Linked DNA regions of Mus musculus: region 2 is linked to region 1. A link is a contact called in public Hi-C data. All regions are on one chromosome and are shown on one strand. Each heading gives the region's core, a stretch centred on a gene start, on an enhancer-like site or on the middle of the called end of the contact. The rest is flanking DNA. Distances are from core to core; before and after follow the strand shown.

Region 1 (3,121 bases), core at 10-2,509:
ATCACATTAGCCCTATATGCTCAGCTACCACCCCCAAAATCCTTCCACAAGCACAAGAACCACATGGTCAGGTTTAATTACACTAAAACCTGATCTTCTCTGGACCAATTTTCTGTATCTGTAACATTTATCTTTGTTGTGATAAAACACCTGAGAGAAGTAATGAGAGAAGAAATTCTTTTGGCTCATGGTTTGAGGGAGTACAGTCTATCATGGGGCATCATGGCTGGAGTGACTCCCTCCAAAGCAGGAGCATGGGTGGCTGGTCACCTCAAGCAAGCAAGAATCAGAGCAGGACAGAAGCAGGGACATGTATAACCTGCGAGGCTTGACCCTAGTAGCTTGCTTCTATTTATGAGGCCTTATGTCCGAAACCTCCTATTCCACAACTTCACAAAGTTACTGGTTACTGACAACCACATGTTAAAATACAATAGCCTGGGAAGACATTTCAGATTCAACCAATAATGTCATGGTTTGTACTGGCCTTTTGGGAGTCACTGACTATATCCCAGAAAGCTCAAATTCCCTCTGCTACTTTTTCTGCACCCTGATGTTCCATATCATATCTTAAGAAAATTCTCGATTAGGTGAGAGGAAGGCATATATTCACCCCAAGATTAGCCAGTCCCTTCTTCATGGAGAGAGATGGGTTAGGGGATATCTCAAATACCAAACCAAATAATTTTCTGAGATTGGAACATCATGCCCTACACAAGACTCAAAGCCAGGGCCTCAGACTATACATCCCTAGAAAACTATACTCACTGGTATTTAGAAACAAGATGTGGGTGGCTTCGGACCAGGGATCAGCCCATGGGGACTGTAAGGAGCCAGAACCCGGATATGGACCTTTAGATATTGTTATAAGTAAGGACTAAAGATCGGAATCTGGCCAGGAAGCCAACAAACATAACCAATGCTACATCACCCTCCGATCCCCATTACCTTGCTCAGGGAACCCAGTCCACTGGCACACTACTCTCCAGCTGTCCCTCTAAAGACAGCACTCTTTCAAGACCAGAGTTTTCCATAGCTCCTGGGGTGCAGCCACCATCTGATCTCACAGTCATCTCAGAACACAGGCTGTAGACTTATCCTTTGCCCTTCACAAGACTTCAGGACTCACTATTCCCTCTGGCCTGATATCAGCAGCCTCCTCCAGGAAGCTGGCACCATCTGCCTGGAAGATGGCCAATGGTGTGGCCCGAGGGAACAAGAAACGGGACTATATAGCTCAGTCCCCAGCCTGTTCCCGCAGCTCCGGGACCTGCAGGTGAGAAGAGATGGGGCTCTCTACGGAAGTAGGATGGATACTGTCCTCTCTTGCCTTTCTTTCTAGACCTCCTATCTTTCCCCTCAAGGCATCTGAATATCCAGTTCTCCCACCCATTTCCCTGGATTCAAAACCTCTAGCTCACTCCCTGCTACACTGGACAGCTCCCCACAGCCTGCTCACACCTGGTCCTATCCACCCAACTTCTGTCCCTACCCCAGCCTTCCTTGCCTCCAAGTACCCACTATGCTGGGTCTGCCCCCTTTTGTGATCTCCATGACAGTCTCCAACAGGACAGTAGGACAGCCTTATCTGAGCCTCCATCTCTCCCTGCTGCAGATATGGGATCCCTGTGGAGCTGTTGGGCACTCTGGGCTGGAGCAACCCTCCTATGGGGTAAGTCAGATTGAACCTCATCCACGTCCTGGGGCCTTGGACCATGGGAAACTGACCTGCCTGGGTCGGCATCTTTCATTTGTAAACCTTTCATAAACCCTGTCCCAGCCCCTCCCAGGCTGCAGTGGAAGTGAGAACATGCAAGAAATGAGGTGGGAGCCCCCACTCCATGTTTGGAGTGTTGAGAGTCTACCTGCTTCGATTGTTACGTGATTCTGTCTAAACTTCCATGATCCTCAACTTCCCTTCATCATCTTGCACCAAGATCTATTAAAACAGGAATCATACCAGCAACTGAATCCGGTCAGAGTGTATGCTCTCACAGGACTTTAAAGGGGGTGTGGGGTCTCAGACTTCATGTAAAGAGTCGGCTAACCAACCAGTTTCATCAGAAAAGTAGAAAATGTAGCATCAAAAATAAATCACCACAGCCAGGCATGGTGGTGCAAGCTGCTGTTTTATCCCAGCATCCAGGAGGCAGAGGAAGGTGGATCTCTGTGCATTTGAGGCCAGTCTAATCTACAGAGTGAGTTCTAGATCAGCCAGGGATACTTAGTTACTAAACCATAAGTGCAGTCAGCAAAAAAAAAAAAAAAAAAAAAACAAAAACAAAAACAGTGGCACCTTACTCGAGGTGAGTATGCTGCTTTGGCATCTACAGTCACCACCTGGACTGTCTCACACCGTTCTGTCCCTCGTCTGACCCTGCAGTGTCTGAGTTCAAGAGCCCTGTACAAGGTGCTCAGGCTTTGGGGCAGCCAAAGCCAGGAAGGCTCGGAGGTGGATGCTGCATACGTTAGGAAGGACATGGAAGCATAGGGAGAATTACTTCAACTGGTGCTCAGGAAGGCCCAGGGGCTGGGTTTGTAACGGGGAGGAACTAGGTAGCTGGACCCACAACTGCGTTTTCTTCAGGGTTGACCCGGGAGGCCACAGAAGACCCCAGGAATACTGGTGGGGAAGAATTCCTCACGGCCTTCCTGCAGAATTCACAGCCTGGGAACAGCAATTAATTATATAGGCTCAGTTATAAGCAATCTATGCTTTAACTTGTTAAAATATGCCAATGTCTCCCTCAAATGTCTGTGGAGAAACTGTGATTGTCAGACCCATATCACAGGACACCGTAGCCAGAGCACTGAACATAATCTCTCCAATGGCCCAGTGGTGGACGCTTGAGCTAGGACTTCTACTAAGGTCACCTCTACGACAGTTGTCTCCATTTTGCTAAAGACTCCATCTTTCATTTCCTATCCTCTGGCAACTTCTAGCCTGGTGGGATATCAAACTATAAACAGTTTAATGTTTCATCAGTTGCTCCTGGTCCTTCTTCACTACTTGACATTGCTCTGGACCAAGCTGTGTTGAACTGTGGAAGCAGAAACCCTGGGAGAGGAGCTTTCTCTGTGAGCCTGCAAACCTCAGTTTCCATGCCTGTACAAGGGGTGT
Region 2 (2,957 bases), core at 458-2,957, 80 kb after region 1:
TTCATATTGACATTTGATTTGATGGATCTTATGTAAAGCTTTGTGGAATTTCTTAAGATTAACAAACCTCATAACCTACAGAACATAACAGGGTATGTGGTCAGCATGACCCTGCTCTGAGTCGAGTTATTTTTCTGTGTTAATGACTGGCAGGCATGAAACAAAATGGCTACAGCTATGCTAGGGTGGGCAGGCCTCAACACCACACCTGTCCTTTTGGGTCTGGGTTACCTCACTTAGGATGATATTTTCTAGTTCCATCCATTTGCCTGCAAAATTTTTATTTTTTGGTTTTATTTTTAAAGATTTATTTATTTTATGTATATGGGTAGCTGAAGAGATGGTTGTAAGCCTTCCTGTGATTGTTGGGAATTGATTTTTTTTTTTTCGAGACAGGGTTTCTCTGTATAGCCCTGGCTGTCCTAGAACTCACTGTGTAGACCAGGCTGGCCTCAAACTCAGAAATCCACCTGCCTCTGCCTCTCAAGTGCTGGGATCAAAGGTGTGCGCTACCACTGCCCGGACAGGAATTGAATTTTTAGGACCTCTGCTCGCACCGGTCAGCCCTGCTCACTCTGACACAAGATTTATTTATTACTATACATAAGTGCACTGTAGCTGTTTTCGGAAGTGCCAGAAGAAGGTGTCAGATCTCATTACAAATTGTTGTGAGCCACCATGTGGTTGCTGGGAATTAAACTCAGGACCTATGGAAGAGCAGTCAGTGCTCTTAACCGCTGAGCCATCTCAACAGCCTGATGTCCTTGTTTTTAATCACTCAATAGTATTCCATTATGTAAAAGATCCACATTTGCTTTATTCGTTCTTCAGTTGAGGGAAATCTGACTTGTCTCCAGTTTCTGGCATTTATGAGTAAAGCTGCTATGAACATAGTGGAGCACCTGTCCTTGTGGTATGGTAGAGCATCTTTTGAGTATGTGCCCAGGAGCTATATAGCTGGGTGTTCGGGTAGAACTATTTCCAGTTTTCTGAGAAACAGCCAGATTGAGTTCCAGAATAGCTGTACATCTTAAACAGTGTTTAAGGTTCTTTAAATGGATAAAATAGTAAAAAGAAAATGTGATCAAGTCCAGAGTAACAATAAAGAAACATTAGGAAATAGAACAGATGGGGACCTGGAGAGACTGCCTAGAAACTCAAAGTGCAGACTGCTTTACCACGGAACCCACGTGCAGTTTCCAACACTCGCATGGGTGACAGCACTGTAACCGCAGTGCCAGGGGATCCAACACCCTCGGGCATTTTCAAATGCCTGTGCTTACTTGCACATCTCCACATAGAGACAAGCCAGGAGACACATAAAATTTGTAGGCTTAGATTTTCCTAAACCTATTTTATTTATGGTTCTTAAACACTTCAACCTGCCCTCTAGCACCCCAACCAGAGGTTAGAGGAGAAAGAGGTTGCTAGGAAACGGGGGCTGTGGACCTGATTAGAAGTAGTTCTTTGGGGTGATTCCAATCTTTGTGGTCAGGTTATCAGCAGTCCAGCCCAAACACCAAACACGAATGAGTAGCAGTGACTCGATCCAGCAGATCCAGCCACCGAATCGGCGGGAGTCAGCGGAAGCAGCAAGAAATCACTCATGAGAAGTTCTTTGGCGCTTTTCTCTCTCCAAAGTGAAGAGCAGCGAGGAGCAGCAAAGCATTGCGCATGCGGTGTTGCAACGGAACTGCGCATGCTCTCACTGTGGGTTCTACTTACACTCTTTCCAAACGTCATGCGCTCTCTCAAGCATCTGCTTCAGCAAAACATTCTCTCACACAACAGCGCCAGAAGAAACACCACGTGACACAACTGAATCTCCAAAGAAACCAGAAACCTCCACTTCCCATAATTGACGATAAGACAAACCTTTAAAGAGGCTGGAAAGACGGTCGAGCAGCTAAGAGTGTGTCCTGCTCAGGGCTAGAGATTGTGCACATTGCTCTTGCAGAGCTGAAGTTCCCAGGGCCCACACGGAGAAGCTCACTACTCAGAACCTAACTTCAGGGGATCTGATGTCCCTGGCCTCCGTGAGTATCTGTATTCAGATACACATAGTCACACATGTGCACTCACGTGCACGCACGCGCACACACACCCAAACAAAACAAATCTTAAAAAAATATATAAAATGTTAAAAATAGAACAAATGTGCAAACGTGGGGCTCAAAAAATAAAACAGAGTCAAGTCCAAGTTTGTGAGCCCTGGGAAAAGACCAGAGACACAGTCCATTATAATTAAAAGATTTTAGGCTGGCCTCAAACTCAGAAATCCGCCTGCCTCTGCCTCCTGAGTGCTGAGATTAAAGGTGTGCGCCACCATGCCGGGCTAAGATTTTTCGACTAACTGCAAAAACATAGGAGGTGGAGAAGGATTTTTAAAGGGGAAGGCTGGGCTGGCGAGATGGCTCGGTGGGTAAGAGCACTGACTGCTCTTCCGAAGGTCTGGAGTTCAAATCCCAGCAACCACATGGTGGCTCACAACCACTGGTAATGAGATCTGACGCCCTCTTCTGGAGTGTCTGAAGACAGCTACAGTGTACTTATATATAATATCAATCCTTTTATTATATTAATTTATTATACTTATGTATAATAAATCAATCCTTGGGCCAGAGCAAGCAGGGACTGAGTAGGTGGGAATAACCGGAGTGAGCAAAGTTTCTAAAAAAAAATTCAGTTCCCAACAACCACATGAAGGCTCACAACCATCTGTACAGCTACAGTGTACTCGCATACATAAGATAAAATAAATAAATCTTAAAAATAAATAAATAAGGGGAAAGCCACATGCAGACCTTCAATATCTACACAAGCAAGCAAAAAACTGTTCAATTCTACAAAGTTGAGCGCTTAAGGCGACTCAGAACAATCTTTGGTATCTGTGTAAGGAAGTTACAGAAGCAAAACAAAGCAGTCAGTCATATCATGATGAGCAGCTCGCCATGGCT

Evidence for each region. A called contact is a pair of places that touch in the nucleus more often than the background predicts.
Region 2: a Hi-C map of embryonic stem cells shows a contact between it and region 1, with 1.4 times the contacts expected there. The contact joins the enhancer-like site here to the promoter of 9530053A07Rik in region 1. A contact is called at or near these places in 6 of 39 promoter capture datasets (embryonic stem cells, hippocampal neurons, liver and 1 more), 1 of 15 datasets of contacts at CTCF or cohesin (pro-B cells), 16 of 484 Hi-C or Micro-C datasets (the AML12 cell line, B cells, the G1E-ER4 cell line and 8 more), 2 of 115 datasets of contacts at active chromatin or transcription factors (both in embryonic stem cells) and 3 of 9 other capture datasets (adipose tissue, liver and pancreatic islet).

Annotation. Positions count from the first base shown.
Region 1 is chr7:28,128,207-28,131,327 of GRCm38.p6, forward strand. 9530053A07Rik (RIKEN cDNA 9530053A07 gene) reads left to right here and starts at 1,260. Exons shown (of 20, transcript NM_001164655.1): 1 at 1,260-1,276; 2 at 1,616-1,672. The coding sequence starts at 1,618. It also overlaps the pseudogene Gm21925.
Region 2 is chr7:28,207,379-28,210,335 of GRCm38.p6, forward strand. No RefSeq gene overlaps it. Among named protein-coding and RNA genes, the nearest start is that of Dyrk1b, 29 kb to the left of the region's middle. Within about 2 kb of position 1,708, at least 154 of the 459 cell types and tissues checked have an H3K27ac peak or open chromatin away from gene starts, as enhancers often do. A contact at or near this core is called in the G1E-ER4 cell line, the P5424 cell line, adipose tissue and 5 more, where this site is marked.